4 separate regions of the Mus musculus genome follow, and all the other regions are linked to region 4. The links are chromatin contacts, called in public Hi-C and HiChIP or PLAC-seq maps. All regions are on one chromosome and are shown on one strand. The core of a region is the stretch at or near the end of the contact, and the rest is flanking DNA. Distances in the headings are between cores, read along the strand shown. Region 1 overlaps Dlgap2 (DLG associated protein 2). Region 2 overlaps Dlgap2 (DLG associated protein 2). Region 3 overlaps Dlgap2 (DLG associated protein 2). Region 4 overlaps Dlgap2 (DLG associated protein 2).

What was found. HiChIP or PLAC-seq counts read pairs in DNA pulled down with a chosen protein or histone mark. Hi-C and Micro-C count contacts between places; a contact is called where the count stands out from the background.
Region 1: a contact with region 4 is called in a Hi-C map of the C2C12 cell line, with 4 times the contacts expected there. The contact joins two enhancer-like sites. A contact is called at or near these places in 1 of 15 datasets of contacts at CTCF or cohesin (the NIH/3T3 cell line), 1 of 484 Hi-C or Micro-C datasets (the C2C12 cell line) and 1 of 9 other capture datasets (embryonic stem cells).
Region 2: a CTCF HiChIP or PLAC-seq map of the NIH/3T3 cell line shows a contact between it and region 4, with 9 read pairs. The contact joins two enhancer-like sites. A contact is called at or near these places in 1 of 15 datasets of contacts at CTCF or cohesin (the NIH/3T3 cell line), 4 of 484 Hi-C or Micro-C datasets (the C2C12 cell line, cerebral cortex, embryonic fibroblasts and 1 more) and 2 of 115 datasets of contacts at active chromatin or transcription factors (the NIH/3T3 cell line and embryonic fibroblasts).
Region 3: a Hi-C map of muscle stem cells shows a contact between it and region 4, with 2.3 times the contacts expected there. The contact joins two enhancer-like sites. A contact is called at or near these places in 1 of 15 datasets of contacts at CTCF or cohesin (the NIH/3T3 cell line), 1 of 484 Hi-C or Micro-C datasets (muscle stem cells) and 1 of 115 datasets of contacts at active chromatin or transcription factors (the NIH/3T3 cell line).

Annotation. Positions count from the first base shown.
Region 1 is chr8:14,402,527-14,408,933 of GRCm38.p6, reverse strand. The region is part of intron 3 of Dlgap2 (DLG associated protein 2); the gene reads right to left. Among named protein-coding and RNA genes, the nearest start is that of Gm26184, 130 kb to the right of the region's middle. Within about 2 kb of position 2,178, at least 14 of the 459 cell types and tissues checked have an H3K27ac peak or open chromatin away from gene starts, as enhancers often do. A contact at or near this core is called in the C2C12 cell line and the NIH/3T3 cell line, where this site is marked.
Region 2 is chr8:14,468,473-14,475,370 of GRCm38.p6, reverse strand. The region is part of intron 3 of Dlgap2 (DLG associated protein 2); the gene reads right to left. Among named protein-coding and RNA genes, the nearest start is that of Gm26184, 200 kb to the right of the region's middle. Within about 2 kb of position 2,005, at least 30 of the 459 cell types and tissues checked have an H3K27ac peak or open chromatin away from gene starts, as enhancers often do. A contact at or near this core is called in the C2C12 cell line and the NIH/3T3 cell line, where this site is marked.
Region 3 is chr8:14,817,001-14,824,019 of GRCm38.p6, reverse strand. It overlaps Dlgap2 (DLG associated protein 2), which reads right to left. Exons shown (of 16, transcript NM_172910.3): 10 at 1,325-1,677; 11 at 405-446. Among named protein-coding and RNA genes, the nearest start is that of C030037F17Rik, 54 kb to the right of the region's middle. Within about 2 kb of position 5,304, at least 22 of the 459 cell types and tissues checked have an H3K27ac peak or open chromatin away from gene starts, as enhancers often do. A contact at or near this core is called in the NIH/3T3 cell line and muscle stem cells, where this site is marked.
Region 4 is chr8:14,599,390-14,605,881 of GRCm38.p6, reverse strand. The region is part of intron 4 of Dlgap2 (DLG associated protein 2); the gene reads right to left. Among named protein-coding and RNA genes, the nearest start is that of C030037F17Rik, 160 kb to the left of the region's middle. Within about 2 kb of position 2,366, at least 43 of the 459 cell types and tissues checked have an H3K27ac peak or open chromatin away from gene starts, as enhancers often do. A contact at or near this core is called in the C2C12 cell line, the NIH/3T3 cell line and muscle stem cells, where this site is marked.

The DNA.
Region 1 (6,407 bases), core at 929-3,428, 200 kb after region 4:
TAGTGACATGGAACTTTTTAAATACAATTAGAGGGAATTTCTATATTTACCTTTGAGAAATATCTCTCTCCTTAGGATATATAGCTCACTTTCCAATCATTTTACTTGACTTTTACTGGATTAGATAGATAGATAGACAGACAGACAGACAGACAGACAGACAGACAGACAGACAGACAAACAGACAGATGATAGATATATACAGAAAGATATATAAATATAGATATATAGACTCTTTTAATTTGTTGAACTTTTTGGTAAAGATATTCAAAATATAAAATTACTCTTTTAACATTTCAATTGTACAGTTCAGTGGTGATTATGATATTTATACATGAACTTACCATTACTATCCATCTCTAGAATGTTCCTCTTTATAATCTTAGGCCCCAAGACCTTAGCACAACTGACTCCACGGCAGAAGTACCATTCAGGCTGTAAAAACTAGCACATAGACAATGCCACCTGCCAAAACTAAAACAAAGGCCTAATCCATCAAAGTCCATATCGTTCTGGGAAAGTCTCAAATGTACTAACCTTGCTATTTAGCTTCTGTAGTTCTGTTCCTGGTTAGCTATTCTTGTTAACTGAAGTATGTCACGCTATAACATGGCTTTTGTGCTTAACAGCTCACCCTGAGAGAGGCTCGGTGTTACACTGGGATCCTGAACACCCAGTATAGTCACTGGCCAACTAATAAAGACTTTCTATTGACTTAAACCCACGTTTGGACAGTCTTCTTTGGCGGATACTCCACAACATGAGGCACTAACACTCCACTCTCCCTCAACCTCTGGCATTACTACTCCATGTCCTGTCTCAATGGATGTGGCCACTCTACAGCCACATGTGACTGGAACCATGGAGTACTTACTGGTTTTGTGGTTAGCTTATTCATTCAACATATTGCCCTTACTTAAGGTCCACCCCAAGAAAGGTGTTTTGGGGCCTCTGTCTTTTGGAAAGCTGAATTGTATGTAAGTCTAGCTTTAATACCCATCTGAGAGACACGCTCACTGAACTCATCTGCTCAGTACAACATACTGCAGAAGCTTCGGGACAAATCAAATGCTAGCTCAGCTTCAGAGACGCTCTTGATCATTAGAGATGCTTGCTCAAGAATGTCTTTACCAAGTAGAGTCTTGGCAATTCCCTCCCATAAATGTGAGCCCCCTCAACACTGCAGCCTGTGCCACTCTTCCCAACAGGAGTCCGAGGGGCTCCTAACACATCTCCTTCAGGGCCACCCTTGTGGCAGCACAGGATCTTAATCATATACTGACTTCACTATCGCATGGCCACTTGGGAAGAGTTGTTCTTGGACATCAGTGTGGACAGGTGATGTTGGCACCCAAAGCAGGCTGGCGCTCACTGACACCATTTGCAGAAACAGAAAGGGAAACTGTCACCTCAACTGAAATCAAACACCCAGTGCTGTTTATTATGAATGCTACATTGGTTATAGTTCAAATAGAGCTTTAAGAAATTGATTTTTAAATGTTATCACCTACACGACACTTAAATCCTTTTTTTCAAAACTCTTCTACTTTTATAGAGCATATCTCTTTCAATTGGACCTCTTCCTTGGCTGCCCTCCTTAACTCTTACCCAATCACATATAGAAATGCCGCTAGTGAGGTCAAGGAAGGGTACCCCAGTACCCTTCACACAATCTTCCTGTCCTCAGTGAGGTCTCAAAATTTCTCTTTTAAATAACTCTTAGGTTTACGGCCACTTCTGAGTTTTCTGTGTAGTTTTACAAAATAGCATAAGCAATATGTTTTCACTGAAATGACAATTTTGAATGAATACCTAGGTGTTTTTAGAAGGAATTATTGAGATTTAAGGAAATCATCTTCAAAACATTGAAAGCTGGGTAAACATTAAAAAAAAATCTGTTATGTCTAAATACTGTGTACACGACATTTTAGCACTAAATGTCAGGCTACTGTCCACCAGGGGACCGCCCAAGTTCAAACACACCATCTGTTCAGGGCATGCGCATAGCTAAGGCTCTGATGACAGGGGAAGTGCTCCATCCTTAGCGGCTGCTTCAGCATTGTATGAGCAACTGTGCCAATCAAGAGATCTTTCTTATCATTCTGGTCCTCCTGCAGAGGCTGTGGTGGGATTGGCAGCCTGCAGGAGGCCCAGCATGGCATAGCTAGATCCCAGGGCTCGCTCAGGCCTCTGTGAGTCACTAAATCAACAAGGCACACCGGTAAACTGTCTAATGGATGATGATCAAATACCCTGTTCACCTTGGGATCTCCCTATAATAAAGAGATTACTCCAAAAGACATTGTTTTCTTTTCATCATTATGAAGTTTTTCAAACTGCTAACAGAAATATTAGTCCCCAGAAGCCCTCCGCAGGGACACACAGCAGCTAAGAGGAGCTCTGACAAGCCGCCAACCCAGTGACATCACTGGCATAGAAACGCTTTAGGAAGCTTTAAGCCAAGAATGGGAGAACTTGGGTTATTTTGTTTAATGTTTCTGGGTTCTGCCTTCAAAGAATCTCTTTTAAATGTCACGATATTATTTTCTGAAAATCATGCTAACTCCAGAGGAGCCAGCTCCGAAACACATCCCTTCCCACATGAATGGTAGATAAAAGACGGATAGAATGTATACTTGTTCTCCTGAAAACCCCGCCTAGCAAAATGGCTAGTAAAAATTATTTCTGAGTTGCTTAATGTCCAGAGCACAGAGGAAGGACTCCTGTCATAGGCCTGATGGCAGACTGGATGTCTGTGACCAAGGCAGTATGTTGAGTCAACAGGGTCCAGTCAGCTCTTCAAAGCCAGAAAATGCCTTTCTATACAGTCTCTTATTTGTGTACCCACTGTTGGCACACTCTGGAAAGTCCCCTCCCATTTTCCACAAACTTGTAAAAGAACATTCCTGCTCCAAAAACATGCCTTTGGGGATAAGGGGAGGGGGAAGAAAAGCCAGGGAACCTGCCACAAACAAGCAGCCTGAACACTCAGATGCAGAACAGTATGAGTTTTTGTGATGTTGATAAAGAGAGCTTGGTTCTGTCCCTCAGCTCCCTGGCCAGGGAGGACCCAGACTGATGTGCCATGTGAACACGACCCCTATGCCCCCGTCTAATCAAGTTACCAAAATGGCCAGAAAAGAGGCAGAACCACACAGGGTCAAAAGGTAAGCATGAGCCAATGTAAAGCAAGGCGTAGCCATGAGTCACAGAGACACCAAGCCAGGCGCCCATTCAATGCACAGGCATGAGTGGGTTCCTCCCTTGAGTGGGAGCAAGTCTGGCTCCTTCCCTACGATGTGTCTGAGCACATGCTCCCAAGTGCCCAGTCACGGGCCTGACCTAAAGTTTCTTACACACTGGGCTTCTCCATCCAACACAAGCCTGCTGCTCAGTTTTCCACAGAGGAGGTTTCAACTCATCCAGAGAGCTTGGAGCTTCCTTAGTGGCCCAGGAACTATCAACAGGGTTGAGGCGTCCGCCTAACCAAGGAAAGAGAGTCCTCACACAGCGAGAAAGCAGCCCCATTTGTATTCCAGGACAGTGTCTGGAAAACTACCTAGGGAAACACCATTTCTAAACAAACCGACATTTTTCAACTGTTTACATTGGCTATTCTCTTCATCTAATAAAAAAATATTGATAGCTAAAATGTATGTTGATTTTCTTTTCAAACTATGCAAAGTTTGCTAAAATTGTTTGCTATTCCTAGTGTCAACTGGAGCATACCCTCCAGGGAAAGAAAAATAGCACTCATTCAGCAAACATTTATTAGACCTTATGTCCCTAAGATTCAGATTGAGAAATTAATTAGCTCTTATTAATGTCCGTAAGTACATTATTGCCCCCTTTACTTATATTCCAGAGTCTCAAGGCTTTTTAATATTACAGGGGGAAAAGGACAGCCAAATTAGTCTATTCTGAGTCCAGTGACTAGGGCAACAAATACTAGGAATCAGTCTTCCTGCTGCACTGACTCTGGCTAACACCACCAGTGACTTCCTGGCCTCCATAGAGGTCCCAGATGACAGGCTCCATCCACTCTTCCACCGCTGAGTGACAGCAAGTGAGAACCAGTGACAATCAGAGAAGTGAAGACCAAGTCGAAGTCGAAGCCTCAGCAAGCCCTATGCACAGCGGTGGAAAGTAGACGAAAACTGCGTGGTACAATCCCAGGAAGTGGAGCCCTGGCCTCCAGGGATGAGAGTCCTCCAGGGATGCAAAGAACGACCCCACACAGACCCCAAGAACCTAGAGCCTCAAGAGGCCCCTGCCCAGAGCCTCCTGAATAAGGAGTGTGGTGTAGTCAGTGAATCCATTATTTAAAGATAATGAAGATGGTGGAACCCTCAACTCCCCATGAAGTGACAGAAGGGACCCACAGCCTCAATGGAAGAAGAGTTCAACACTGGTGGTCATCTGCTACCATATAAAGGGGCCAAATCTGCAGAGACCCCTCTGCTCCTGCTCCTGCTCGAATCTGTAACAACTGCCCAAAGATAAGGACAAAGAACAAGTACCCATTCTCAGACCACGCTGGGTACATCTATGTTGTGCTTATGTGGTCCTTTCATCATGGCAGCATCCACATGCCATGATTGATGTCATGCCCACACTAAGGAGAGCCTGGCACCTGGGCCTAAAGAAAGGGAAGCAATTACAAGAACACTCAACAGACACCAAGGCAAAGTACTTCTTGAAGGCTCAGCAGTCCTCAACCTGGGGGTGACGACCGCTCTGCGGTTGAATGACCCTTTCACCAAGGCCATCTAAGACCATCAGAAAACACAGACATTAACATTGCAATTCTTAACACTACCAAAATTATAGTAAGGAAGTAGCGATAAAAATAGTTTTGTGGTTGGGGGTCATTCACGACATGAGGAACTGTCTTAAAGGATCACAGCTTTAGGAAGGTTGAGAGCCACTGCTCTAGATCAATGCCAAAGAAAGCCATATGTTGTTTGTTTGGTGGATAAGTGGGTGAGTTGAGATGGGAGTCTCACTTTGTAGCTCAGGCTAGCCTTACTTCTACGATCCTGCTACCTTGGCCTCCTAAGTATTGGAATTATGAACATGTCTATCATGCTGCAGAGGTGTGTTGTGACAAACTGACAAACACAAGTTGTAGCTCACGTGGTAATTCCACAGAAAGGAGACACGCCAGAAGCTATGACGCATGGTCAGGGAACTGAAAACACAAAGCCTCAACAGAATATAGAAAAAAGTAGCTAATAGTGGTTTTACTTTCATCCAGGAAAAAAATATTAATTATTCATTCTCTGTCTTGGTTTCACTACAACAGTTTGTTTCTCAGTGCCTACGATTAATCACCAGCAACCTTACAACTTGTAAACTCCTACAGTGGATTAGAGAAAACTTATTTTTAACGCATAAAGTTACAATACCAGAGCTTACTGGGCCTTCAGTGGATGAGATCTTAATCATACTGGAAATATTCCATACCAAGTTCTTACTGCCTTTTGCATCTGGGAGTCTCAGCCTAATAAGGCAGAACCAAGGCCTCTTGTAATGAGCACCAGGTCATGGCCACAAACTCCTGAATATCATGACCCTTCCCAAGACACGTTCCATGACACTTGGACCTCAGTCATTTTTCTCTCCATCTCTGATGACATCTTCAGTTGATGTCCTTAGACACAGCCAATCTCTGAGGCCATAGTCCCATCCCTCTCTTTAGATGTAGGTGCCCAGGGCTGGAAGACACAAGCCTCTTCCTGAGATTGTTAACATTGTACCTTCTTGGCTACACTATGTGTCTTAGGTAGGGTTTTACTGCTGTGAGCAGACACCATGACCAAGGCAATGCTTTTAAGGACAATATTTCATTGGGGCTGGCTTACAGGTTTGAGATTCAGTCCATTATCATCAAGGTGGGAACATGGCAGCATCCAGGCAGACATGGTGCAGGCAGAGCTGAGAGTTCTACATCTTCATCTGAAGGCTGCTAGTGGACGACTGACTTCCAGGTAGCTAGGATGAGGGTCCTAAAGCCCACACCCACAGTGACACACCTACTCCAAAAGGGGGTCCACACCTTCTAATAGTGCCACTCCCTGGGGTGAGCATATACAAACCATAACACTATGTTACCTAGACACTTAGTCAATCATCCAATGTTGCCATGATATTTTTCAGGTAGGATTAGCAGAAGACTCTGAAGAAAACAGAGACTCTTCACAATGGGGGTGGGCCTCATTAAATCAACTGAAAGTGAACAAGAAAAAGACTGAGGTGCCCAAAGAAGCAAGGAGTCTACCTCCCACTGTGTTAAAACTTGAACTACAGGTTAGATCGCTGGAGATCCTGGCTTTGGTCTGCCCTGAGGATTTCATCCTCTAGAGACTACACAACTGAAAAGATGAATCTCTAAAATCAATACACCT
Region 2 (6,898 bases), core at 756-3,255, 130 kb after region 4:
CATACCCTCCCCCCCCACTCCCCTACCCACCCACTCCCACTTCTTGGCCCTGGCATTCCCCTGTACTGGGGCATATAAAGTTTGCAAGACCAAGGGGCCTCTCTTACCAATGATGGCCGACTAGGCCATCTTCTGCTACATATGCAGCTAGAGACACGAGCTCTGGGGGTACTGGTTAGTTCATATTGTTGTTCCACCTATAGGGTTGCAGACCCCTTCAGCTCCTTGGGTACTTTCTCTAGCTCCTCCACTGGGAGCCCTGTGTCCATCCAATAGCTGACTGTGAGCATCCACTTCTGTGTGGGCAGACTTATATGGTGATGCAGCCCAGGCAGCAGTTCTGCTGCTCACCACAAGCACTCCAGGGCAGAGTGAAATCTACCACCAAGGAGCTTTCACTGAGACTAGCAACAAGGTGAAATTAAGACACCATCAACAACAGAAGCTATACTGGGTGCCGTGAACATGTGGATAGCCTCAGCGCTCACGTGGGAATCAGCCAGCAGTCCCTGCTCCCCAGTTTGTGCATTCTCCTTAACTTAGCTGATGATGCTGTTAACAACCACCTGCATCAACAGTCCCAGGCGAGCCCTCCATGGCCACCGGGGTAATTCCCATGTAAACTCTAATTGATTTGTTGACATTAATTGATTGACTCATCCAGATGGAAGAGGCAGGCCTCCAACTGGAATTATTTTATTTTATTTTTTTATTTTTTGCAAAACTCAATAGTGAGAAGGCTGGGCCTCCCATATGTGCAAACATTTAGATTAGATGTAGCTCAAAGATGCCACTCAGAGCATCAGTAATCAAACTGAGACTTGGAAGTGATACTCCAGGAAGCCACCAGACAATGTCAAGAGCCGAAATCTTGGTGTGACCGGCACACAGGTGGCCATAGACTATGGTAAGGTTCTCCCATTACACTACAAGATGTTTTGTCCTTTTTCCTCGATTTGTTCCTCAGAAGGTCGGCTTCAGTCACACTCAGCAGAGGAATGCCCAGTTAGCCTATCAGCACCTAAGCATCCCCACATGTCTCCTAGCCTTAGCTTAGTCCTGAGCAGAGCTTTGGAAAGAGGGCTAGGACACCCCCCTTTCTCCCTCTCTTACCCCCTCCAGGCATCTCATCTCCTTTCTTTCTACTGTCCTTGCTGCTTGTATCCTCATTAGCTCCTTAGACCTCCTAGGGATACTTTTGTGGCCGGCTGACCATGTGACCTGGGTATGCTCTGGGTATACACACAGCTCTATATCCAAAAAGAACTTTGTATCACTGGGGCCCACTATCTACCCTCAGGTCACTAGTGAGGATCAGCCCCGTAGCTCAATTCCTTCACTTTCGTCCTAACCACTGAGTAGCTCATGGGGACTCTTGTGTCGTCATATTCTGTGTGGGGACATGTGCCATACTGTGGCTGCGCTTCTCTACCTACCAGTTCCAACAGGCATCAGAGCTAGAGCACACTTCTTCAGCCTACACCAAGCCTGCTGAAGCAAGGGGTTTATCTATGTCCTGTTCCTGTGGGAAACACATTCTTCTGGTGTCCTGCTTCCCCGGCGTCTGAGCAGCATGTTACTGAGGGAGTAGTACTTCTGTCAAGTTAGGCGTGAGGTACACCTGCTCCATAGGCAGCCTGAGGTGGAACCTCTCCCCCTCTATGGAGTCTGTCTGCTTCGTCGCAAAGAACACTTCACCTCTACTGCAGACCACAGCCTTTCGCGTCTGCCAGGGTCCTTCACATCCTACTCCTGGGCTGAGGGGAATGGGAACGAGGCCAGGCAGGCAGACATGCCATCAGCTCGGGGCGACAGGTCTCTAAGGTTCAGCAGGTGACAGCACTGGATGTAGGAGCTCAACCCTGAGGCTTTGGTCATCATTTCAGGACAGGGAGCCCCCCCCCATTTTGATTTCTGGTTACAAAGTAGATGCTGACAGATGTGCAGCCCTGGTGCGGTTGCCACTCATTAGACAGGATGGAGATGTGTTTCTCCTCTGACTCATACTGAGCCCACCCCCGCACAGCAGCCAGTGTGTTGCTTCATATGATGCACACTAGGTACACATATTGTGCAGTACATACAGAAATGTGGCTAGCGGTGGTCAACCGAACTTAACACTAGTCTCTCTCCGTCGAAAGCTTTGTGGCTTCGGCACCCAGTCCCAGGGACGCAGCGAGCCACCCTGATTCTCCTGTCTGTGCTTCGCCTAGTCACAGCCCTGAGTCCAGATGGCAGAGGCTGGGAGAATCTGCTGCCATTCTAGACAGGGCCCCATTCATCCTGCCCTCCTAGTTCCTGCACACAGCCTGCTCTCCCGCTGCTGCCCTCAGACATCAGTAAGAGAGCAGACTCTGTCTTGGGATAATAAGGAATTGTAAGGAAGCTCAACAGAGTGGCACACCCAGGCCAGATGCTGAGGCCCTCCCCGACCTTCAGTGAGAACCATAAGGAAGCCACAGAGCTGCAAACGGGCCAGCAGGGATTTGTGGCTGTTTTCCTTCACACTCCAGTCAATTTTAGAGACTATGTGTTTGTTTCTGGCTCTCTCTGGGAGCCAGCTCCCCTAAGTGTGGCTGTGAAGGGACCGGGACTCTTCGAGCTACCATGTAGCCAGATGGACTCTTGTTTACTGTAACTCCCCAAATCTTAAATAGCATTGATTCAGATCCCTCACTCTACCTTAAGCATAGGCTGGATGCACACTGCCTGGCAGCCTCTTGGATATTCTATTGAAGACTGGTCACAAACCCAGGGTCATCTTTGCTTTTAATAAACTATGTAGCAAAAGCAACATGGCTGTATCATATGGAATGATGCCATCTGTTTGCCTGGCTTAATGGCTCCAGCCCCACTGATTTTTGGAGGAAGGACCTATCAACTGGTGTCAGGAAGAGACATACCTGAGCTCCAGAGTATTACCCAAGTCAAGAGACCAAGCACAATACTTCAGTGACACAGGCGGGTGTGCCCATGTCTTTCCAGAGGCGGAGAAAATGTTGAGGAAGAGAGACTGGATTCACACAGACAAAAGCAGGGTCCTCATGAGGATGCACAGAGGGAAAGAGAGAGGACCATATGAAGATACAAGAAGACAGCATCTATGAGCAAAGGAGAATAAGCTCAGAAGATGCTGGCTGGCCTGACTGCACATAGATGCTGGGTTTCTAACCTGTAGGATTATATAGAGTGGTCCTCAGGTCTTGGGTTGAAGACATAGTACATTTTTGTGGCCCAGGACCATGGAAAAACAGCCTTCCATATTCCGTCCTCTTGTCCCCACCTTCTTCTCCTGTGATTTGTCTCGGCTCAACCACTGCCTCCTCTACACCATATTTTATGTTCTCTTCTCCCCCTCTGATTGTGTGTGTGTGTTTTCATGGGGGTTGTACACAGATGACATATTCATGCATATGTGTCTGTGTAGGTATGTAGGACAGAGATCAATCTTGGATATTGTTCTTCAGGTATGGTTCATCTTCAGTTTTGATGCAAGGTCTCTCAATGGCCTGGAGCTTATACACTGGGCTAGGCTAGATCAACAGTGAGACACAGGGATATTCCTGTCACTCTCCTGGGCCCTAGGCTCACAAGCTCCTACGACCCTGCCTTGCTTTTCCTGGGGCATATTTAGAAGGGTGCACATCACAGAGGCACTTTCTTTTAGATAGTACCCATGATGGGGAAAGAGTTAGAAATGAAGGCACAGCTGCAAATGTATATCATAAATTAGATTAGGAAGGACTGGAACTGGCCACTTCGTGTCTAGCCACAGCGAGACAAGGTTCTGGGAACCAAACTGGGGTCCTCCTGCCTGTTTCACAGACACTTTGCTAACTGAGTTATAGTCGCTGTGAGGCTTTATGTTCTTTTAATCAATATATGACATGGGGGGAAATGAACACATGTGGAATCTCTGATGAAAAAGGTACCTGGAGATCTACAGACTCTACCACTGGCCCGCTGTGTGTGTGTGTGTGTGTGTGTGTGTGTGTGTGTGTGTGTGTATGTGTGTATGTGTGTATGTGTGTGTGTGTGTTGTATGTGTGTGTGTATATATATATATGTGTGTGTGTGTATATGTATGTGTGTGTCCATGTGTGTGTATGCCTGTATGTATTTATGTGTATGTGTGTGTGCATGTGCACAATTCTATGTCGATGGATTTACATACATGCACATCTAAAATAAATGTCAAATTTGCAATAAAATACCTATTTACAAAAGAATGTGTCGTGACTTTAAAAAACAGAGCATCCACGGAGACTCGGTCTCTAAACAGAATCAGCTGCTGTGGCTACACAAGAAGCGGCCAGCTCCCATCCTTCCTGATCTAATTTATGATACAGGATTTGAGGCTGTGTCTTCATTTCCAACTCTCCTCCACTGTGGTAGCTGTCTCAAAGGAAAGTGCCTGTGATGAGCATCCTTCTCCATATGTCCAAGATAAGGTAGCCCCTATTCTAGGAGCTCATGTTAGGAATGAGTCTGATATAATAAGTGACAGCTCTGTGCTTAATGTCCTACTATGCTCCAGCAAGTGGCTGCAGCCTTCATAACAAATTGTCAAAGGCCCTGAACTTTCTTCAGCTCACCCCTCATTTATTCTCCACTTATGGTATGCATTGTCTTCCATTTTCCTTCTTCTAGAGTAGCATCCCCTCAAAGCTCAGCCGTACACACATGGTCATGTATCTTCTGAGTAGCCGGTCTTTGAAGTGGCAATATTGATCCACACCACAAATCAATGTGATGCCTTGGTTCTGCACCCTGTCAGAACCCTAGGCTCACCTCAGCAACAGCTGCTGCTTTTCCCTAGGCATGAGCTGAACGAGAACTTTAAAACTATACTTTGGATATCAGCCTGGGGTCCAAACTCCAGATTTCCAGGAGCAAACAGATATTAATCTCCAGTGTCAGTTTTGGTGACTCCAATAACAGCTCTCAGATGACAGAGGTCCCCGCACAGTGGCGTGCTTCTCTCTTTCCTGTGGGACTTGCTGACGACAGGAGCTGGGCAGAGCTGCTGTGGTTTTTCAGTCGCACACATGGGGCCAGGCATCAAACAGCTGCTGATGAACGCTGAGCCCCTTTAACAAGCATTCATTTGAATCCATTACTCCTCTTTTCTGATCAATGAATTACTGGGTTTAAGAATGGTTGGATCAGCAGCGTATGCATTTTCATTTTGACAAAAATAAATAAATAAAATGTATTTTTATCATTAAAAGTGAGGAGCTTGTAGAAAAGTACAGTGTTAATTATGAATCAGTCTTTTAATTGACAAGAAGTCTATGTATTCGCAGCGTATGGGATGATGGTTTGAAGTATGTACACATTTTACAGTGGATGAATCAAGCTCATTAGCAGGCACACAGCCTCATTAGCTCATTTTGATTTTGGTGGGCATTTAAAAAAAATCCACTCTCAGCAACTTCCAAGAATGCAGCTATAACCACCGCTACTCTGCTGTATGGGAGGGCCACAGAAGTTGGTCTCCTAGTTAGCTAAATCCTCTGTGTCCTTTCTCAGCTGTGGTCTTTACTTCGCTGGGTTAGACAATTTCGATTCTATGTATGAACGGATGGGATTGACTTATCTTTCCATCTGACTTATTTAAGTTAGCATAGTGTCCTGTGGCTTCTCTCATATCACACATAGCATGATGCACTTCTCGTGAAAGGCTACCTAGAACGTCCCTTTGTATAGAGACCAGACTTTCCACTGATGAGAGGTTGGGGATTCGGTGTAAGGATTAACTGGCCACCCTCTCTATCCTTCTGAGAGTTGAGCATCTTCCGTTTCACAAAGCCCAGGGAAGCAGGAAGCTCAGCAAATGTGGATCTGCCTGTCTCTGCCACCAGGGCTCTAAGAAGCTGCTGGGCCAACAAACCTGCTTACAAGACAGAGTCACACAATTAAACTTCAGGCAACTGAACAGATCATAAACTGATAGAAGGGAAATGCGTTTCTAATTTCTTGGGGATGGACCTCTGTGGCCTGATTAGGTCAGAGTTCACACATACGGCATGACATTCAGGTTAGTGTAATTTGACAAAGGGCCCTACTATATGCCATAGGTGGACACTGGAAGCTACAAACTACTAACCATGAATGGGAACCGTCCAAATGTTCCCTCCATGGCAGAAATATTGTAGAAGACACAGGAAATGAAGGAGACCCCTGATCACAGTGGAGCACAAGGTGGGCTTCAAGCCCCTTTCTTCATGAAGAGCTTCAGTTCTTCCTCTCAGTGGAAGTCTAAAGTGGGCTCTAACTCTTCCCTTCATGCGGGTATGTAATACACATACCTGCATTCTTCATGCATAATACACGGGATACCATACATTCTAGGGATTTTGTGCTAGCCAACAAGTTTAAGATCACCCTGATGGTGGGACTAGAACACCCATGCTGTGAGGTGACTCACTGTGGTGGCAGTAGGAGGAACCTCAGCTACCAACAACTGACTGGAAACATGTTATCCATGGTCACTGTCCTTGAGCTTGGCACGAAATACCTGAGTACAGGGGTTGAACAGATTCTGGAGTTCAGGGAACGTCAGATCATCATCCACAGTTTGGGGAAACAAAAGCCAATGTTCCTTGGTGGAACAATGGGTAAAAACAGGGGTTGCTGATGGTAGGAGCCATGATAGCAGAGACTACCACCCCTCAGCAGGTAGACAAGCACTGTAGAGCTGCCATCCCTGGTGGGTAGAGCTTCCTTCATGCAGGGGGCTTCAGTTCTTCCTCTCAGTGGAAGTCTAAAGTGGCCTCTAACTCTTCCCTTCATGCAGGTATGTAATGTTGTCTTTATTGTCAACACAGTTAAAGGAAATTCCCAGTGGACCTGAGCCCAGCCTGAGCAGAACCTACCCACATGGTGAGAGCTGTTT
Region 3 (7,019 bases), core at 4,055-6,554, 220 kb before region 4:
TTAGCCGCACAGAGGCTGAGTCTCCATCCTCAGTCCTATCGTGGGCCACTGACAGACAACTTTGGCTATGAATACCACGGGGAGCTTGGAAGCCTGGTAGTGATTATGTGCTCATGTATTTGGAGAACTCTGGGTCTAACTACGGACAGAGGAATGGCCACGTCCCGTGCTTCCACAGTTGCTAGAATTCCTCAGGCTTGCAAATTGTGTCTTCCCCTGGAGTGGGGGCTGAGGTATTTCCTAGGGGTTGTCAAGGGTTCTGTGCAACAGCGTGATGCACCCAACAGAGTGCCTGGCACATAGAGCCTGGACAGAGAGGTGACGAGAGCAGTCATATGAAGAGTCCAAAGAAGAGAGAGAAAAAACTTCATGCGAGCTTGGATTTGGAGAGGGTTGGTACTTACATCTGACCTTGGGTAGGGTTGATGATCGGGGAATTCAGAATCCTAAAAAAACCAACGAAGCCACAGTGTGGAGACCTGGCTCAAGGACCCAGGCCAGTGGGCCGACACCCCCCTGGGTTTCTTCCTGTCCCCCCAGTCCTATGTGGAACCAACCCTTCCAGCTCTGTGAACTTCCTCCTTTGCAGGATGTATGTGTGGAGAATTAATCACTATGATTTTAAAACCTGCCACACAGGCTGAGCTGAGGCGCAGAAGCAAGAGGCAAACCTACGTTGGCAAAGCTTGGCTTCCGCAACTGTGTCTGCTAGGGCTTAGAGGAGGTCACCTGATGCCGTTTGTGAGACAGAGCCCTATTTTTTGTATTATGTGTGCTTCAATGCACCTGAGTCAAGCTCTCTGAGTCAACTGAGGAGTGGGAGGGCCAGCCAGGCTTGGAGCAGGGAGGATAATGGGATGGTGGGATACCCTTGCACGGCTGACACTACAGGATACTGCTCCTGTGTGTAGAGGCCTCTGGGACAGAAGGCCAAGAGGAAGAGCCCAGCTGCACACTGTTCCAGTTGGTCACATGCTCAACTCACAGCACTTGGGTCTGTCTGCCTCTTTATTCCCAATACTCCACGAGGGCTGATGTGTTTTCAACAAGTTCATCACCCCTGTTATAGACATCTGGACAACCTCTCCAAACCATCTTCCTAGCTGTCAGTCCTGAGGACCATTAGGTAGTGTGTGTGAGGGAAGTACATGAGTCTCACCTCCCTGGGCTCTGTCCTGGGGTCTCTCATGCTGTGGCAGGCACATATGGTCTCTCAGCATCATTTACTGCCCTGCTTCTGTTAAGGGGCCAAACACTTGGGGCTGTGACTTGGTTTTTGACTCAGCCTGTGCAGGCGCCAGGGAGGGTGGTCAAGGGAGAGTACCTGGACCCCGATGGAGGAGCAGCGACTTTTCAGGAGCTCTTCAGCCTTGGATGCCAGGACCGCCTTGTCGATGCTCCGTGTGGAGCTGCTCTGGGTGTCCGCCGCGTGGCGCTGGGCTGCAGCTGTTTCCAGAGCCAAATTCATGGCCTTGTTGCTGTCTAGACTGTCCATGGAGTTGTAGAGGCCGCCACGGCTATCTTGGGGCCAGGGGGACATCCTCTGGGCACGGCTGTCCTGGTAGGCATCCTGTGTCGATTCCGTGCTGCTCTGGGCCGTCACAGAGATCAGAGGCTTGGAGGTGGTCCGTGGAGGCACCGGGGGAGGCGTCTTCTTGTAATTTGTGTAGGAGACAGCTGTAAGAGAAGAAGGCCTAGTCAGGGGAAATCCTCCATTGAGCTGGTCTACAGCTCTGATACGCAGCTCAGTTAGGCTGTTTCTGGGCATCTGGCCCGAAAAAGTCAGGCGAGTGGACAAGATTCTGTTGTATTTAAAGATATCTGTATGGATATATGTGTAACAAAAGGAAAATCATAAAAGCACCTAAAGAATCTAGCATATAAGTTAAAAAATGTGTGTGTGTGTGTGGGTGTGCATGTGTGTGAGTGTGCATGTGTGTGAGTGAACATGTGTGTAAGAAAATGTATGTGCGTGTGTGAATGTATGTGTGAGTGTGCATGTGTGTGTGTGCGCGCATCTGAATGTAAGTATGTGTGAAAATGTATGTGTGTGTGTGTATGTGTGAAACAGAACACTTCTATACCACTGATTTCATGAAGGTCACCATGTTGTGCCAACACCCCTTTTACCACACCAGGTGAGGGAAGCAGGCGGGGTCCCAAATCAGAGACAAACATGAAATGCACACATAGGGAATCACTGGTGTGAGAAACCAGGGCACATTGAAAATGTCAGTCACATTTATTGCACAGTGAGTGACAGTATTTGCAATTTTCTCTCTTCTGATTGTATTTCCTACATTTCTTCATAATGAGTAGCTGTTATTTAACACTCACAAATAAAGTGAAGTGAGCTCACCATGGCAGCACATAATGCCGATGAGTGGGAATGCAGTTTAAAGGGAACGGTGGCAAGAGTCAGGAGAGAAGCTGGTAGAGAGAGAGAGGCCTTTGGTCCTGTGAAGGCTCCACAGATGCCCCAGTGTAGGGGAATCGAGGGCAGGGAGGTGGGAGTGGGTGGGTGGGTGGAGGAACACCCTCATAGAAGCAGGGGGAGGGAGGATGGGATAGGGGGTTTGTGGGAGGGGAGAAACTGGGAAAGGGGATAACATTTGAAATGTAAATAAAGAAAATATCCAATAAATAATAATAATAATAACAATGATAATAATAATAATAATTTAAAAAGAAGCTGGTTGAGAGCTGGGTGTCACAAATCAGGCTAAGTTTTTTTCTGCCACAGAAAAAGTACCTTGAATCCCCCCTTTCCTTTCCTTTTCTTTTATTCACACACACACACACACACACACACACACACACACACACACACACATAATAGAAAAGAGATTTTCTTTGAGTTTTTTTTTTTTGTTGTTAATGTGGATCTATCTAAAGAGAGTTATTAAACTAAAAGCATTCCACATTTTCAGATTCAGAGATGTGCATGGTGAGATTCTTGCTCCACCCACTGCTCTCTGTGTCTCCACCCACTGCTCTCTGTGTCTCCACCCACTGCTCTCTGTGTCTCCACCCACTGCTCTCTGTGTCTCCACCCACTGCTCTCTGTGTCTCCACCCACTGCTCTCTGTGTCTCCACCCTCTGCCGATGTTCACACACTGGCATCTTCCATGGCTACCTTTTACAAACACCCTGAGACTCACTCATCCTCCTCCATCCCCTTGATCCCATGATGCCAAGCATGGAAAGCACGTGCTACTGTCTGCAGCACTGTCTTCTCAATGTGGTTCATTCTGGGGGACGTATCCCACTTGGAGATTCTCTGGGTGTCTCCTGGAATCCCAGCTCTTGCTTGCCTCACAGTAAATTACTTCAAAGGTGTGAATGATGGAGACATATGTGTGGTATCTCCTTTGTTCCTCTTTTCTCTGGTCCTAGAGTCTGAGGGCCACATAACTAGATCCCTGTGCTGGGTGGAAGTTTCAGGCTCTTGAACAACTGCTCTGCCCCAGGTCTTACCCCACCCTCCCCAGAAGCTACCAGAGCCTTCTCTCACCGCACCACCCAGCCCTACCTTTGTGCTTGGCCTCAATCCCCCTACCTCTGTACCCTGTCTCCCTACACCTCCCATCCCACTTCCCCACCACACTTATGCTGTCTTCCTACTCTACCACTTCTCCTTAGACTGTTTTCTTTGCTCCCCCTGCCCCCCCACGACCCTGTCTCTACTGCGGCTCTGTCCAGTGTTGCCTCCCCAGGTCTTTCCTGAATCCATCCACCAAAGACCAGCATCCCAGTTTATCTTCTTAAGGGATTCATTGGAGTCTGGCTCTCTTCAGTCTGGGACACACTGATCTTGGTTTCCTCTACATCTGACATCCAGCCCATATTTGCCAAAGACCCACCAACCTCACAGTGCAGCCAAAGTCACAAGTAGAATTCCATGAGAATCCCTGAGCTTAGCATCTGCATGGGAATGCTGGGCTCTCAGTGTGGGACACAGACAGAGAAAAGCCACATGCCCAGAAAGGTGATGGTTTTTCTATAATTTTTTTTTTTGAGAATTGTTCTGCATTTCTCGGATAATGAAGGCAAAAGGCAAACACCTAAACATTTTAAAGCTCATTCACAACATGTTTGAGACAGGGTAGAAACACTGCCAGCCCCCATGTGAGATTACTGGATGAGCCAAGGTCTAGCTGAGAGAGCCTAGAGAGGCCGGCAGTGGCTGGAAACATCCTGCTGGTGGGCACTGCCTTTGGCCTCTTTGAGTCCTCATGGAGTTGTGTGGATATTCAGGAGGGCACAGAACATACAGACAGGATAACAGGGAGAGCTATGTAATAGGATCCGGTTCAGAGGTCAGTGTGAGAAGGAAGGTCACCCCGTCGAGCACATAGAAGGAAAGCTTTCAGTGAGCCGGGCTTTTTCCACATGGATTTATCAGGCCTGGTCACAGGCAGCTTCTGGGAGTAGGACACAGGCTAGGGGGGAAAACAAAGAGGATCCGTCTGCTGGCCGCTGAGAGATGGTCAGAAGTCACTGATGCCAGCTGACCTCTATGATGGCTTCTTCCAATGGGCCACACAGGTTTTTTTTTTTCCTTTCTTTTTTGACAGCTACTGATGATCTGAATCTGTATTTGAAAACCCAGAGCTATAGAAAACCCAGGAAAAAGTCTCCATGGTATGGCTGGCACCAGTGTCCCTTGCCTTGCCTCTGGTCTCTGGTCAGATTTTAGCTGGGTTAGAAGAAGGCAGCAATGTACATGTACTGACCTGGGAGAGGTACCAGCCCACCCAGTGACACTCTTAGGAACAGAGCCAAGCCGTGTCTTTCATGCACATGCAAAGATACAGAACACACCTGTCAGGTACCACTATTTCTAAGTTTGCTCTTCTCACTTGTGAACTTGAGTGAGATTTAGGCATAGCAGATCTCTCTGAGATGCTGGCCACTGGCCTGTTAGCCAGCTCATGTACTGTGGGTCAGAGAAAGGTGCCGAAGCACTTGGTCAAGTGGCAGGCAAGGAGGGTCCTATCATCATGGAGTTTCCTGGGTCTCCCACCCTTCCCCGTTGGAAGGACAGATGTCCACAGCTGTGGTGATCCTGTTTATTCTTTCCCTTGGGGGATCTTGGAATATCTGGTGATGTTTTTTGAGGGTAGAGCTGTGGTGCTATGGCACACCCCAGATGGGGTCTGGTGCTGCTGAAACCTCTGGATATTTAGATAAATTCACTCCCCAAAATGGACTTCATTCTGAATGTCAATAGTGACCAGGCTGATGACCTCAGAGGGGCTAACCATTCTGTCTCTCGATATGACTCTTACGCTCTGACGTCACGTGTGGGGACATATGTGTCCAGGCAAATCACACTGCCTCCTGGCTCTCAGCTTTGGCAATATTGGTCAGCACGGGTCTTGCCACGTTTGAGAAGACTAAACTAGAGTGCTTTCATTTAGAGTCTTCTTTTCATTAAGCTCTTACTAGTTTGTAGTGTATCCAGGACATTAAGCACTACATGTGCACACTTACATGTGCCCACAGGGGAAACGGCAGGTCCACCTGGGAAGACCATCTATAGCAGTAGCTCTCAACCTTCCTAATGCTGTAACCTTTTCACACAGTTCCTCATGCTGCGGTGACTCCCAACCATAAAATTATTTCACTGCTATTTCATAACTATAATTTTGCTGTTGTTATGAATCATAATGGAAGTATTTCTGGACTGAGATAAGGGTCGTGACCCACAGGCTGGAAACTGGTGACTTATCGAGTGTCTACAGCAGAGCACTGGAAGCCTGGATGCCAATAGTGAAGAACACGGGATCAAGAAGCAACAGAAATCTGCATGTGGGTCTGGGGAGATGCATCAGGGAGTAAGTCACGTGCCGTACAAGTGTTAGGACCTGGATCAGATTCCCAAGAGCCCATTTATAAAAATATCCAGGAGTGGGGAATAGTGCTTAAATCCTAGAACCTGGGAGGTGGGGGTCTCATCAAATCAGTGAGCTCCAGATTTGATTAGAGATCCTGTCTCTTAAAAATAAGGTGAGTTGACCTCTGTTACACACACATACATACACACTCACACACACACAGTGTATATCTCAACACATCTAAAATGATTTGTCTGTCCTACAACAGTTACATATATTGTCATAGCATGCTGAAGAACATTAAATCTCCTATCAGGTGAACTCCTGAGAAAAATTTGTTGGCAGTTGGCCTTTCTAGGAAATTCGAAGATACACTCCAGTTCTACTTCATTCCTGCCCAAGAAAGTGTCCTATGCCCCAGTTCACAATGCAGGACTCACTGAGTGTGTTTAAGTAAAAAACCAACATTTGAAAATATAACAACCAAAACTTTGTTGCTTCATGGCTCTTTAGCAAATCATCATGGTAATTATGGGGACGGCTAGGATAGACCTCAGAGAGCCCAGAGAAACCAAACTCCATGCCTTCTTGCCTGGCAACATGTTTGTTATGGGGCAAAGATGGGAATATTGACACTGGTGTCTTTGCAGAGCAGGAACCCCAGGGCATGGGCAGCTAAGGAATTAACAGGCTCTTGCAAAACCCAGTGAAGGGCTTGCTACACTCTAGCAGGAAGATAGGAGAGGTGACTTTTCTTCAATGACAAGAAAAAAAAAATAGGTTGGCAGCTTTCACTGACTCAGGCTGGGCCATGATGCCTGTGTAGAGGGGCAGAGATAATATCTACTTGGTGCCAGTAATGCAGTGTCAGGGGATATCCTTGACTGGCTCTGGCTGCAGTCAGAACATCCAAGAGAGATTCTTCTTATTGCAGAGGTTAAACACACATTACTTAAGCTATCATATTTTCCTAGTAAGCCTTTTTGAAAGCAAATTCAAATATATGTATCTTTAATTGCAGTCAACTGTTCTGCAGTGAAAACCTATAATTACTAATTTTCACATTCAATCCACACTGAGTATCATTCAACCTACTAGGGACCATAGATATCACATCCCCAGACACAGAGGAAGGGTCTGGAAACACTTAAATCTTACAGGTTTATAAAACCAGCCCA
Region 4 (6,492 bases), core at 1,117-3,616:
GGGAAGGAGCATGGCAGTCAGTGGGGAGTTAGGAAAAGGCAGCACTGATAAGGTGATGGGCGGTGGGGATGGAGGCCTGCGAATGCTACAGGAAAAGGTGTAGCGAGGCTTGCTGTACTTGCAGGCCAAAGCCTAATCCTGGGTGTAGCTCCACCGGGGTCAGGGTGGGGTCACTTCCGACTTCCCCTAGCAGCAGCTGTGTTTTCCTTCACTCCCCGTTTCGGGGGGCAGGGAAGCATGCAGAGGGACAGTTCTGTCCTGGAACTACAAGGAAGGGTGCTGGACATGCTTCCTATGCAGGGCAGGCAACCAAGCCTCAGAACTACAGACTGGGAGCAGGCATTTCAAGGCTGCATGCAGGTCTTCCCTCAGATCCCCATCTCTCCTCTGCAGCAAGGATGAAAGTGTGTTGGCTGGCAGCCACGTCTACCTGCAGAAGCAGAAGGATCTCGTTTGGCCCACTTCTGTGTTTTAATTACCTGCCAGCATTTAAAAATGAGAAAATTTCACATTCAAACAGAAATGGGATTATTGGCTTCTTTTAAAGCTTGGCGATCCGGCAGCATTATATCCTGTGTCCTGCAGGGCTGGAGCACTGAGTGTGTGTGAGTGTGTGTGTGTAGTGTGTGTGAGTGTGTGTAGTGTGAGTGTGTGCTAGTGTGTGTAGTGTGTGTGAGTGTGTGTGTAGCATGTGTCAGTGTGTGTGTCAGTGTGTGTAGTATGTGAAGTGTGTGTGTGTGAGTATATGTGTGAGAATGTGTGTTTGTGTTTGTGTGAGTGTGTGTGTGTGTAGTGTGTGTGAGTGTGTGTAGTGTGTGTGAGTGTGTGTAGTGTGTGTGAGTGTGTGTAGTGTGAGTGTGTGCTAGTGTGTGTAGTGTGTGTGAGTGTATGTGTGTGTAGCATGTGTCAGTGTGTGTGTCAGTGTTTGTAGTATGTGAAGTGTGTGTGTGTGAGTATATGTGTGAGAATGTGTGTTTGTGTGAGTGTGTGTGTGTGTGTGTAGTGTGAGTGTGTGTAGTGTGTGTGAGTGTGTGTGTGTGTAGTGTGTGTGTGTGTGTAGTGTGTGTACGAGTGTGTGTAGTGTGTGTGAGTGTGTGTAGTGTGTGTGAGTGTATGTGTGTGTAGCATGTGTCAGTGTGTGTGTAGTCTGTGAGTGTGTGTGTAGTGTGTGTGCGTGTGTGTGTGTGTGTGTGTGTGTGAGTATATGTGTGAGAATGTGTGTGTGTGTGCACCTCAGAATTCCAGAGGAACAACGGAATGTTTGAAGATCACGGGAAAGGAGTCAGGGCAAGAGAACCCAGTTACACACTTTTGAAATTGCACTAAATTAAGAAAAGCTCGGGAATTTGTGAGGCCATGCATCTTAAGCTAAAATAAATATCTGGAAGACATGCGCGAGGGTGCTCAAAGCTAAAGTCTTAGCTTCCCTAATTAAAACATAAATCTGTGGAAAATCAATGTGAAAACTTCAGTGCTCAGCAGGGCCCCCTCTGAAGCGCTTTCCAAGAAAGTGAGATCAGTGCTCTGGGATGGAGGGAGGGAGAGAGAAAGAGGGAAAGGGGGTGGGGGGTAAGAGGAGCCTAGGCTCTCTCAGTGGGGCACAGCTCTGGGGGCACAGTGAGATAAAGTGGTGCAACAGATCCCTGCATGGACTGGATGCTGCAGACACCCCCCCCCCACACACACACACACACACCTACTCTTTAGAACCACAAGGAGATCATAACCGTCCTCTGCAGTGAAGATGTGAATAACAGACTCAGAAGTGACACAGCTGGCCAAGGTTATATATGCAGCGAAGGTGGCTAGACTGGAGCCAAACCTTGCTGGTGCCATCAGCACTCAGACTCGATCTGTTCTGCCTGTCCCAGGTCCAAAGCTGTGCCCATGGAGGGGAGAAAGAGGCTCTCTCTCATCTGCTGTCCCTGCCAGCACAGGTGCCATTGGATACTCCTCAGAGGGGTCTCAATATACACCTGGTTATAGATAAGATTCCCCCCTAAGTCCTAAGTGCTCACCTCTTCTAGACTTCATTTTCCCAGAATCCCCGACATGTCATCTCAGGACCCTCCCTCTTTCTGCTTCTCATCTGGTTCAGTGAGAGGAAGAAAGCACACAGGGGACACGGGGGACACCACGCCAAGGAGAAGGGCGTAACAAAGGCAGGAGGTGCCTGGCTCTAGCCCACATGTCAGGACAGAGATTTCTGCTTGGAGCCATGCATTGGTTATTTTATTATCTTAGGATTCTATTCACAGGGCCTGGAAAATATCCTGTCTCATGCCAGAGTTTTGGGTGGGAATGAAGTCACTGACTGAGACTTCTCCAATAGCTCAGACAGGACCTCGTGAGGAGAGGAATGTTGGCTCGGTGAGCTGAGGAGTGAATAAGCAGCTGCTGGCAGCTTCCAGATGAATCTCTGTTTCTACTTAGACTATGGAGCAAGCCGAGAATATACCCAGCCAAATAATAATATCATTCATTTGATGCCATTCGCCTAAAATGATTATGGCCCAGCAGAAGTTGAAGTGTTTATGTATCCTGCAACAACAGGCAGCTGGCTACAGGGCTGGGTATTCAAATTAATTCTGAAGATAGGAGGAAAAATAGAGATAAAGTAATTTTAAAAGGCAATGCATATATTTCCATTTCTATAAATCACTAAGAACGATAAACACACGTCCTATGAACATGCCCTACAGTAAAGACGTCAGATGAATTTGGGTCATCTTAGAACTCTTAAGTCCCGTGTGGGGAGAAGCTGACCCATGAAATGCCAGCTGAAAGAACGGGGCCATACTGTCCTTGGGCGTCACCTTGTGTGTGTGGTGCAGTGGAGACTAAATGTTGGAAGTTTGGTGCCAGGTACAAGTAGCAATGCTGTCATAAATTTGCTTGATGGGAAGAAGGGGTGGGGCCTGCAGCAGCCTACACTTGGACAATGTTATTCACCCATGGTGTTTCCTGCTTCATCGTGATACCTTCTTGCCACCTTACACAGCCCTGCAAAGACCCACCAGGTGCAGTCTGGGCACTGATCTGCCCTGGCACAGACAGCTGAGAGAGTGGTCCTGCAAACGTTTAGGAGACCTTAAGTAGGGTGAAGGGTACCCAGGCCACCAAGGAGAAGGGTAAGGCTGCATTCTACAGCTGTACAGACAGTCATTACAAGATCCAGGCCAGTGAAAAAGTCCCAAAATATTCCATTGGAAATTACTTGAAAGAGGGGTGTTTGGGTGAATTTCTCAAAGTCCATCATATGGATGTGTAATACAAGCCATAACAAGCCCTGTTTTCTGTACAATAGACACATAATATTTTTAAAAAATTAAGTCCTTTTTAAACAAAGCCATGAACAGAGAGTCCTGGTGCATCAGAAAGCCCTTAACTATTTCAGTGTTTCCCAGGGGCTCAAAAGCAAAGTGACCCTACAGATGCTCTCAAAGTGACCCTACAGGGTCTCTGATGCTCTCATGCGGCCAAGCAACTTCTAGCGACTGGTACTCAGCTGTTGCAGTACTAGGCACGCTGTGGATACTCTCCAATATTCTGGAGTAGATGTGTGTGTGTAGGATTGAGGCCCCAGAAGGACAGGGGCTGGGCAGGTGGGGACATCCTGTCACCTCTGGAATTGCTTTGAGAGTCATTGGAAGAGCTGATGTCTTAGGCTCTGAGAGCAGCATTCGGTCAAAGGGTAGAGTTTTTTCTTTTAGCTATTTTGGAAAATGCATGAGCTCTCATAAAGAGCGCTTTCTGCGGAAACCTGAGTATCACGGCAGCTGGAGGCAGGGGTACTTACTGTCACTACTGTGGTGGCCTCATTACTACCAATAACAGGAGGAGTGACAGTAACTGTGTGGTACAGGGCTCACCGTGGTCACAGAAATCAGTCTAATAATAATAAGCTAGGGAGCACCCTCTGGGAAAAGGAAACAGTGAGTCTGGAGGTCTAGGCGATTGATGGCATGTAGATTTGACATAGACTAGCCTGGCAAGATGACATCTGGCTCCCCAAAAGACAACCACGGGTGATCATGACTTCCCTGAGGACTGAACACTTCCCACGTTCTGAGAACCCTGGTGTCCACACCTGAACACTGAGTCTAAAGGACCAAGCCTGACATTAAGGTGACTTATCCTCAGGCCCTAACCCACAAGCGCCTGCATCGACTTTCTCTGGGGATACCGTGTTCATTTCACACGGCTCATTTTCATCAATGTCACCGGACCGGAATCTACAGACAGGATGAATGTGATGGAGGGATAATTTTGCTTCTTTCACTGGAGTCTAAGATCTGTATTCTCTCTGCCTCGCACGCTCCAGCTGTTAGCTGCACAGCCTCATCCTGTGCCAAGCCATTGCTCAGCGAGTTTGCTGACTAAGGAGTGGGGAATGAGGGGAGGTTGAACAGAAAGTCATCCCAAAATTAGGCTGCTTCCTCATCCCAAGGACCAGGAATTGGGCCATCTTCTGGCCATCTTCTACCCTCTATCACATTTGTTAGTATGCCATGGATGAAACTGTCTTAGTCCCTACCATCTCCTGGCAGCTGGCTTTGTCCTTTTGGTTCCTATTCCTGTGGGAGCTTCAAGGTGTATCTCAGAAAAGATAAGGAGGAAGGAGTAATCTTGGGTCAACTCTTGGCCAGAGCAGGGCAGAGACACTAGAGCCCATGAACCCTAGTTGCACAGCCTCTGAGATCTATGCTCCAACCCCTATGGTTTTGGATGGCTGCCTTGTTTTTCTTGAGGCCTTTTAGGGAAGTTATCTGAGGATCTTTTTAACTCTTGTGGGCCTTTTGATGTAAAAGGTAGCCCTGCCCTACTTCCCTAGAAGAAAGGTTGATATTTTGAACTTAATCTGGCTTCAAAATCTAGGAAAAGATTCTTTGTTTTATTGCTGTCTGTAACATTGCCAGTAGGCAAATGTTCGAACAATGACTATAAGTCCAGTTCTCCGGAGAAGGTCTTCAGGGAACGCTTGGAAGAAATCAAGAGCGTGAGCCATATTGTCACTAGGCCATGGTGGGCTTGGAAGTCAGTGGAACATGCTAGCAAACTAACAGGGATACCTGGTTTGTTGAGCTATGCTATAACCATAGCCTTGGGCTGCATACCACTACACTGACATAGGACCACACGATAGTTTGTTTTGGATGTCAAACTTGATTGGCTTAAGAAACGTCTAGTTCATCACTGAATCATGCCTTTGAGTATGAAAGTACCTCTCCAGATGATTAACGGAGTTGGCACTTGTCCCGGATTTGAGCAGTACCATCTCATGGGCTAAATCCTAAAGGGGAAAAAAAAGAGGCAAAGGCAGCCAAGCACCACTTTTTTATGTGCCTCCTTATGTGCCCTGCTGTGAACAAGCAGCCTTGTGTGAGGAGAAGACGAAGGATGACTGAGCTCCCAATAGGCTGGACTTTGTGGAGGAAATCAGGGACTCTGGAGGAGTTTCAGACAGGTGCACAAGTCTACGCATCTTACCTGGACGACTTTGCTTGCCCATAACACAGTGCTTTTACAATAAATGCTAAGTCTTGGCTATAAACCATTACCACGAAGCCTCACATGTTGGGGGAGCTAGTTCTCAGAGGGTGGATTCAACCCTGGATAGGTGATTAGAAAGATCACAGGCCTTGGACCTCATCATTTGGCAAACACTGAGGTAAGTGGAGGTAGCTCATTCGGAGGCCATGTTTCAGACGATGGCCTCGTCAGACACCAATGGGAGAAGAGGTCCTTGATCCTATGAAGGCTCTGTTCCCCAGTGTGGGGGAATGCCAGGGCCAGGAAGCAGGAGTGGGTGGGTTGGTGAGCAGGGGACCAGCGGGATAGGGGAGGGTGTTTTTTGGAGGGGAAACAGGAAAGGGGATAACATTTGAAATATAAATAAAGAAAATACCAATTAAAAAAAAAAGAAATAGGTTATGTCCCTTGTCCTGTCCTGTCTCTCCCTGCTCCCTGCCTACCTTGGAGTGAGGAGCTGCCTCTGACATATACTCCATGATTCTCTGGATCAACTCAGCTCATAACAAAAGAGCCAGTGGCCTGGGACCAAACCTATGAAACTGTGGTCCAAAGTCAATCATTTCTTCTTTGAATTGGTTTCTTTCAAGATTTGCCACGGTGATGAAAAGCTAACAGTCCACTTTGTTAGTACATACAATAAAACATAAAAGCAGAAGTTTCCCTCAAATCTCACCATTTAGAGTCATCCCATTAGCTTTGGGTGCACTAAACACAGGCTCCTTTTGTCTATGTAATCTATGTTTTTATATAAATGTGACTCGCCCCAGGAGGGTCTCCAGTTTTGCTTTACCCACTTAGCATATCAAGTCTCACGTTTTCCTGATCTGTGCATCCATGTACAGCATCATGTTACTGCTGCATAGTCTCCCTGTGACAGGAATCACATCCCAGCATTGCACAGATGATTCTGAACCCATCATGAGTACAGAGTGCCCATGACAGCAAGCCTCAGGGTTT